Regions from separate parts of the Mus musculus genome. Here region 1 is linked to region 2. A link is a contact called in public HiChIP or PLAC-seq data. All regions are on one chromosome and are shown on one strand. Each heading gives the region's core, a stretch centred on a gene start, on an enhancer-like site or on the middle of the called end of the contact. The rest is flanking DNA. Distances are from core to core; before and after follow the strand shown. Region 1 overlaps Mnat1 (menage a trois 1). Region 2 holds the start of Six4 (sine oculis-related homeobox 4).

Evidence for each region. HiChIP or PLAC-seq counts read pairs in DNA pulled down with a chosen protein or histone mark.
Region 1: a contact with region 2 is called in an H3K4me3 HiChIP or PLAC-seq map of embryonic stem cells, with 70 read pairs. The contact joins the enhancer-like site here to the promoter of Six4 in region 2. A contact is called at or near these places in 3 of 39 promoter capture datasets (the 3T3-L1 cell line, liver and macrophages), 1 of 15 datasets of contacts at CTCF or cohesin (the NIH/3T3 cell line), 2 of 484 Hi-C or Micro-C datasets (the HL-1 cell line and uterus), 6 of 115 datasets of contacts at active chromatin or transcription factors (the 3134 cell line, the SCID.adh cell line, embryonic fibroblasts and 1 more) and 2 of 9 other capture datasets (adipose tissue and pancreatic islet).

The regions. Positions count from the first base shown.
Region 1 is chr12:73,146,765-73,151,068 of GRCm38.p6, forward strand. All of the region lies in intron 1 of Mnat1 (menage a trois 1), which reads left to right. Among named protein-coding and RNA genes, the nearest start is that of Gm23910, 3.0 kb to the left of the region's middle. Within about 2 kb of position 2,582, at least 5 of the 459 cell types and tissues checked have an H3K27ac peak or open chromatin away from gene starts, as enhancers often do.
Region 2 is chr12:73,111,744-73,115,758 of GRCm38.p6, forward strand. Six4 (sine oculis-related homeobox 4) reads right to left here and starts at 1,502. Exons shown (of 3, transcript NM_011382.3): 1 at 600-1,502. The coding sequence starts at 1,441. It also overlaps a transcript of Mnat1 not described here.

The DNA.
Region 1 (4,304 bases), core at 1,332-3,831, 36 kb after region 2:
AAATGAGTATAATCAACTTAGGCATTAATGAAGTGATATGGCCCCATTAATGTGAAGTCTGCACAAATGGAATCAAAGTGCATATTGCCTTTGCTTTTCTTCAGGTTTGAGTCCTGACTATCAGAGTTAGCTACTGTATGTCCTCTATAAAAGATTGATGCTTTTCCTGTCGGTAAAAGTGTAGGAAGCCAGACTTTGGGTAGCTCTTCTCACATTGCTCTAGGAAAGACTATTCCATTTCTCTCCCTGCAGGGACTCATGACTGTGCTGTTTCTCTGCGACACCGTCACGACACAGGGTTTCTTGATGTTCTGTTACTTTTAACTAACTAAGATCTCTAGTTTTTTAGCCTTGAATTTAGTAGCATGTTTCCAATGTGGAGCAAATACACAGGTGGAATGTTTAACCTATAATTGTGTAATTTTCTGAGTAGTAAAACTGAAGGAACATTAGAGATGTAATTATACGGAGTGGCTTTGTTGTTAAGCACCTGATCCATCTCTTATTTCTGTGAAAGGGTCATGTTTCAGTGACCGTGGGATCTACGTTTTGGGCAGCTGGACAGCAGGGGAAGGAAAATTGTGGCTGGAGAAAGTACATTGTGCTCTCCTGTACCAGACTAGGTTCTTTCTCAGAGGATAATGGATTCCACACTGGTGACTCAGCCTCCTGTGGTCTTACCAGGGCCAGGCACATTATCGGTTTTCATCATGGCAGACTCAGCAGTCTCATACCAAGAAGCTGAAACAGTTGGAAAGTAACCAGACATTTCCACATGGTGGTTGTCAGAGAAGACTATCCCTCCACTCTTTTGCTCTATTATACAGTTTTCTTGCTAAACTGTAACTCTTTTGGAAATGGTTATAATGTGTTGTTACTTTTTGGGGCAAAGATTGTGCCTCATGATCTACTTACTTAATTTAGACAATGAGACTAAGTGTATTTTAAGAATGGGAAAGATTCCCTGTTACAAAAGTTTTCCACACACCAGATTCTAGGAATAGTCTTCTTCAGATTGTACTCTGCGCTCTCAGTCAATTGATTGACCTTTAGATCAGAATACCAAATACAAGTTTTGGGTCCATCAAAGCCAAACATTTCAGAATAAACTTAAAGTAGGAACTTTTGGGTGCTGGTGATGTAGCTCAGTGTAATAGTACTTGCCTAATATGTGCAAGGCCTTGGGTTTGATTTCTAACACTCATACAGATACATGCACACACACAAACACACACACACTGGCACATGCACAGAGATAGGCTTACACAGAAACATACACAGACAGACACATAGAGACACAGAGACAGATACACAGTCACGCACACAGATGCACTCAGTCTCACAGGTGCATAGACACAGACACACTCAGACACAGATACACGCACACACACACAAGAGGAACAGATTTCTTAATAAAAGCCACTCACCTTAGAAACTGAGGAAGAGCAAGTGCCTCCTGCTTTTTGAGTGTCTCCTTTTCAGGTTTATAAATTGTGAATTGAGTGAGTGAATGAATTTAATGTGTGTGTGCACACATGTGCCACCACTAATGTGTAAAAGTCAGAGTGCAACCTGCAATTCTTGAGCTTAGGTCACCAAGCTGGACATCAAGTGCCTTTAATTGCTGATCCATTTCTCTGGCTCAAATCCTTTATTAGCAGAGTGTTAACTATCATAGTAAGTATGGCTTGTTTATTTCTATACTTAGTGGATTTAGGTATTGTCAAATAGTTGAAACAAAACTTTATTTTATTGTTTTTTTCTTCTCTATCATTGGGAATTGAACCTCTTGCATACTATGCAAGTGCTGTCTCCAACACTGAGCCCAGCCTGGGGTGAATTTCTTTCTAAAGTTGTAGTTTCCTTTGATATACTTTAGTGAACACTACTCGTGTGGACTGGGTTTATCGCTACAGAGTGAGCTTTGCCTTGGGAATCAGGACTCTTTGGTTATTGAATGTCACTCATAGTAAAAATTTCATGGCTGTTTCCCTTTTTTTAATCCTTGTTTTATAAATAGTTTTATGTCTATTTTTAAACCTACTTTTGTGCAACAATTCGTTGTATCAGATAATATCTTGACTGAGATAAAATGACCTAGTCTTTGAATTTATATTAGGGTCTCATCCTATTGGCCAGGCTGGTCTGGAATTCTATGTAGACCAGGCTAGCCTCAGACTCACAGAATCCACCAGCTTCTTCCTGAGTGCTGGGATTAAACCACCATGCCTGACCTCATAAATTGTGTGTTTTTTTTTTAAATCATGTATTTATATTTTTCCCTTTCCAGTCTTTTCTCTTCTCTTCTCTTCTCTTCTCTTCTCTTCTCTTCTCTTCTCTTCTTTTCTCTTCTCTTCTTTTTTTCCAGTATTTTCTTGATTTTATTTGTCTTTGAGTATTTTTTTCCTTTACTGTTATAGTAATCATGTTCTTTTGTGTTACAAAGCAGATTATTGCTGTAATTTAAGTCAGTAACTAGAAGTTTGGAAGACTAATGTTTAGAAATTCTGTATTTAGCTGGGTCTGGAGGTGTAGGCCTGTCATCTTAGCTCCTTGCAAAGCTGTGAGGCAGGAGAATGACAAGGTCAGTGCTTGCCCTGGGATACAGAGTAATTTCAATGCTATCTGGGCAGCTTGGTTAAATCCTTACTCAAACCAGAAAGTAAAAGCTGAGGGATGGTGGGATTGCTCAGTGGGTAAGGGTTCTTGCCTCCAAACCTGATAGTCTGAGTTTGATCTCAGAAGCCTTATGGTGGAAGCAGAGGACCAACTTGAGGAAATTGTTCTTAGGCTTCCACACTGTGCCATGCCATGCCATGCTCTGTACATATGCCTACATTCAACATGTACACACATACAAATAAATTAATAAAGATATAAAATAATTATTTTTTAAAGGTTAATAAACAAGGATTGAGGCTATATATAGCTCTGTGGAATGCTTGCCTGGTGCACATGAGGTTTAATCACCAATAAAACACACACATGCACACATATGCACACACACACATACATGAATATGCACACATACACACACATTTGTGTTATACCTCTTAGCAAGTCTCATTTTCATGACTTTTGAAAAGTGCTTTTTTCAGTAGTGCCTAATGGGTTTTAGATAGCTTCAAGTGAATCAACAAGACAGTGATTGAAAGTGTTTTCAAGGACTGTATGGTAAAAGGGCTCTATATATTATGGTATGTTTTTAAAATGTATTTTAAATAACTCTGTGCCTCACCAAAATTAAATTGAGACCACCACTTGGATGGAAAGGTTTTCTGAGCTGCACAAGATCATATACATATAAAGTTAAAGAAGAAAACACAGAGGACTGGGGGGAAGCCTGGTGGTAGAGTCCATACCCAGCTTGGGCAAGGCCTTGAGTTTAGTCCCCAGTATAAGCAGGGGATGAGGGGATTTGATACCCAAAAGATCCAAGAAAAGAAAACTCAACATTTTTTCTTGCAGCACATTTTAAAAATTGAATTTATCAACTGCTGTATAGAGGTGACTTATTACTATGTATAGATATCATACAGCCCAAAGGCAGTTCATAAATCACATAGTCGGCAATTTATTTTAATGGATCAGATTACAGATTTTTTTTTTCTTTTTAGGAGTTTTGGTATTAGAATGTTAGGAATTCAGAGTGGCTCCCCCTTCTCCCATTTAAATGAAATTAATGAAGTTAAGAAATTTATATCTAAGGAGTTAGGCAGTGCAGTTCTTGTCGGTGTTCCCCACAACATTCAAACAAGCACACTTGCTCGTTTATCACTTGTTTTCAATTTAATTTATGGATGGAACGGCCATTACAACATGTCTGTAGCTACAACTGATGTCATTTAAAATGATGAATGAGTTTATTTTCCAATTTCTTAGGCACTTAAGGTTTTTGGGTAGGAGGAGATCTCAGAGAGCATGTATTCCAAGCTCTTATTTTATAGATGAATAAAGCAGGAACCAAGGCATTAGGTGATTGCTCTAAATTTCTGTGTCTCTAAGCTGTTTTGTGTGTTGGAATGCTGTGACTTAGTAAAGATAGAGACTTTCCTTAATTAATGCATCTGACTTCAGTGTTACTTGGCAAGCTCTCCGCTTACTAATGTGTCGGTTGTACCTTGTGCTTTCATTAATGTCAAGTAGTGAAAACTCAGAATTTATGGTGAGTTGTAATTCAGCAGTAATTTTTCTAAAACCTGTCATTATCTGTAATTTAGAAACACAATGACCAGGAAGCAGTATTAGTATAAGCATAGTTTTATAAGTTCATATTAATCCATCCGGTAGAGCATAGCATTTTA
Region 2 (4,015 bases), core at 252-2,751:
TTAAAGCCTCGACGTCCCCAGACCCCATCTGAGCCACTAGTCTCCATTAACTCTCCTTTTCCTTCCAGAGAGCCCCTGGTGACCTCCAGGGCAAGCCCGGGCTTCAGTCGAACCCTGGGTACCCTGGAGCGTGTGCGCACTCCAGGCTCCGGGTAACCCCGCGGAGGCAGGGACCCCGGCCGGCGCCGGCAGCCCCTGCGGGCCCAGAGCTGCCGTGAGAGCAGCCTTGCCGGCAGCGTGCGCACACATTCCCTAAAAGAACCAAGGCGAGAGTGGCAACTTCAAAGGCAGCAGGATGGGGGTGGGAAGCCGGGCAGCAGTGACCAGCCGAGGTGGGGGCGGGGACTGGACCTAAGAGGGCGACCAGAAACTTCTGGGGGCAGGAGGGGGAGGGTTAGGAGGGAGGATCCCCCGCCCGCTCGTTGCCACCGTCGTCCCCCCTACCACCCCGGTAGGGAAGCGAGGTGGGGGGCGGGGAGAGGTGGGCAGCCGGACCAGGCTGGTGGGGAAGGTAAGCGCCATGTTTTCGAGCGCTAGGAGGAAAAGAAAGCTGGGAAAGGGTGGGGGGAGGAAGGGGGAGGAGGAAAGTTGGCGCTCACCTTTTGGACTGGGTCTCGGAGGGGTTTCGGTCACGCTGCCGCCGGTTCTTGAACCAGTTGCTGACCTGGGTGAGGGAGAGGCCGGTGATCTTGGCCAGGTGCCGCTTCTCAGCCGGCGAGGGGTAGCGATTCTGCTTGTAGAGCTCCTTGAGCGCGTTGCGCGACTTCTCCTTGAAACAATACACCGTCTCCTCGCCGTCCCAGATGGTGCGGGGCAAGGGGAATTTCCTGCGCAGCCGGTACTTGTCCACGGCGCCCAGCGGCCGGCCGCGCGCTCGCTCGGCCTCGGTGTAGCGCGCCTTGTACCAGAGCTGCTGCAGCAGCGGATGGTTGGCCGACTCGAAGCTGTGGCTCTCGAGGATGCTGTACAACTCAGGGTAGATGCCCTGGTGGAAGGCCACGAGCGCTCGCGCCTTCAGAAGGCTCTCGTTGCCACGTAGCAGATCGCTCTGGGGCAGGGACCAAAGAAACCGGGCCAGGCGGTCCAGGTTGCCCCCCTGCTGCAACGCCTCGCACACGCAGGCGACATGGTCCGGCGAGAAGGCCAGTGGGGGCTGCGCGGCGGCTGCGTGCTGGTGCCTGCCCAGAAGTTCCGAGTGGAGTTGTACCTGATCTGCCGCTCCCGCCGCCGCTGCCCCTTCCTCCCGGCTTACCCTGGAGGCAGCCGCGGCGTCCCCCGGCTCCAGGGGGAAAGGAGCTGGAGCCGGGGGGCTCAGCCCAGCCGCCGCGCCCCCCGCCACTTCTCGGTGCGCCTCCTGTCCTTCCGAGGCGCTTTCCATCCCATTCTCCTGCTTGATGTCCGCCGCACTTGCAATCTGCCCGGTGGGGGAGGAAGAGGACATTTTTTGTTGTTTATTTTCCTCCCTCCCTCACTCCCTCGCACTCTTTTCCTCTTTCTTTCCCCCTCTCTTACTCCTCCTTCTTCGCCTCCCTCCCCCTCCCCCCTCCGGAAAGCCCACTCCCTCCCTCCCGGTTTCGGCTGGATCTGGCCGATCAGGTTTCCCCCAGGCCACGCAGTCACCATTAAGATAGCTGCTAGAGCAAAGTAGTGTAAACGGATAGCTGCTTTCTGCCGTTCCCCCAACGTGACTCCTCCGGTTGCTGCATACTATATGGCACTGGCCGCCCGGCCGGCCCGGCCGAGCCACCCCATTGGCTATTTCGCATTCAGTGGGAGGAGGAGACACCGTTTCTATCCCTGTCGATCACCCGCCTCCCACTCCACCCCTTGCCTTTCCCTCTCTCCCTGACCCCCAGGCACCTTTACCTGCCGGAAAACACCGACATTCTTTTCTGGCCAAGCTTCTGAATGGGCAGTTATTTAGTGTGGCCTGAAAATTGGACAGCTCTTTCAAAGAAAGGCCCAGTGATTCCCAAGGGAATACTAATCGCGTGACCTTAAAGTCTGGACAGCTAAAATTTTAACAAAGAGACCACCCTCAGTATGTAGATAACAAAACTTCAGAGACTAATTCCGAAGCTCCCCAGCACCTCCTCCCCCCACCCCCCAAACTAAGGGATGTCTTTATTAAGGATGTGTATTCAAGAGTCAAGAACAGCACTAAGGAATGCTCTGATAGAGAAGCATTGGTAGTAATGAAAATTCCGGAGGGGGAGATCTTGAAAAACCTTGAAATGAGCAGTGTGTGTAGCCCACCGAGATGACAAAGGCAAGAAGCATTAAAAAAAAAAAAAGGCAGAAACCCTGAGATGGACCTAATACAAATAAGCATATAGAAAATAAACCTGGATGTTTATACTGGGTAAGTAGTATAGAAGAGAGCTAAATTATAATGGACTAGGGCATAAATCTATTTACCATAGTAGAAACATTCAAAATGTGGATACCATCAGCACCCCCCTACACACACACACACACACACACACACACACACACATACACACACACACACACACACACACACACACGATGTGGTGCTGGAATGGATAAATAGTTTCTCTTTGAAGGTGATAGATAGGTCTGGGAAGAACACCATCTCTATATGCGGGTCTATTGGAAGAGATCCGGACAGAATCAGCAACCCTTGCTAGGATTGCTCCGCCAGGGTTGAGGCTGAAGGGAGGAGGTGCAATGTGGCTATCTTCAGTTGGGATTCTGTCCTTCATGGTTTGCATGAGGTCTTAGCTCAGAGAGGGATGGTGAGCCTGTCTCTGGCTACTGTGGGCCAGTTGAATTTGTTTGCATATGCTTCTTCTCAAACTCTTAACAGCTAAATGTCCTCCCCCTAACCTTTACTTCAGGGTGGCCTTGTAGTGTTTCTGCTTCCCAGTCACTCATAACTGCCTATTTCAGCATGTTGTCAGGCAGCTGTTCAGGTCACCTGCTGTCACTTCAATTTGGTGAGGTTTGCTTTCTTCCCATTTCTTCCCTTCCCTTCCCTTCCCTTCCCTTCCCTTCCCTTCCCTTCCCTTCCCTTCCCTTCCCTTCCCTTCCCTTCCCTTCCCTTCCCTTCCCTTCCCTTTTCCCTTCCCTTTTCCCTTCCCTTTTCCTGTTCCCTTTCCTTTTCCCTTTCTCTCTCTCTCTTCCTTCCTTCCTTCCTTCCTTCCTTCCTTCCTTCCTTCCTTCCTTCCTTCCTTCCTCTCTCTCCCTCTCTCTCTCTCTCTCTCTCTCTCTCTCTCTCTCTCTCTCTTTCTTTCTTTCTTTCTTTCTTTCTTTCTTTCTTTCTTGTGTTTTTGTTTTTTCGAGACAGGGTTTCTCTGTGTAGCTCTAGCTGACCTGGAACTCACTTTGTAGACCAGGCTGGCCTCAAACTCAGAAATCCACCTGCCTCTGCCTCCCAAGTGCTGGGATTAAAGGCATGCGCCACCACCGCCGGCTCTTTTTTTCTTTTTTCTTTCTTTCTACCACTTTATTCTTGGTTAGCTGAGATATTTGATACATAACCTAACTGCTCTCCATTAAAATGTTTATTTGTGTGTGTGTGTGCATGCGCGAGCACATGCAAGAACACACATGCCAGCCATGACACATGTGTGAAGGTCAGAGGACAACTCGAGAGTTGGTTGTCTGATTTTGATTCTCTTCTTCCACTGTATTGGTGCTGGGGATTGAACTCAGGTGAACTGTGAGGCTTAATGGCAAGCACCTTTGCACGGTCAGCTATCTCAGTAGCCCCCACTTCTCTCCTTCTTTTTTGCTTCAAAAACAGTATCCTAGTGTGGTGAAATTGTAAGTGACATCTTCGGCAGATTTAAAATTGATAACCATAGGCAACACTTTATATCTCTCCTCCTTTGAAAACGTCCGGATAGCTATCAAGTTCAGGATAATATTTGAGTTTAAAACTTCCTTGCTTTTTAAATTTTTTCTTGCACTTAAAAACATTTTTTTATTTTAGGATAATTTTGATTTACTGATAAATCATAAAAATAGTAAAGAGAGTTTCTACTTACCC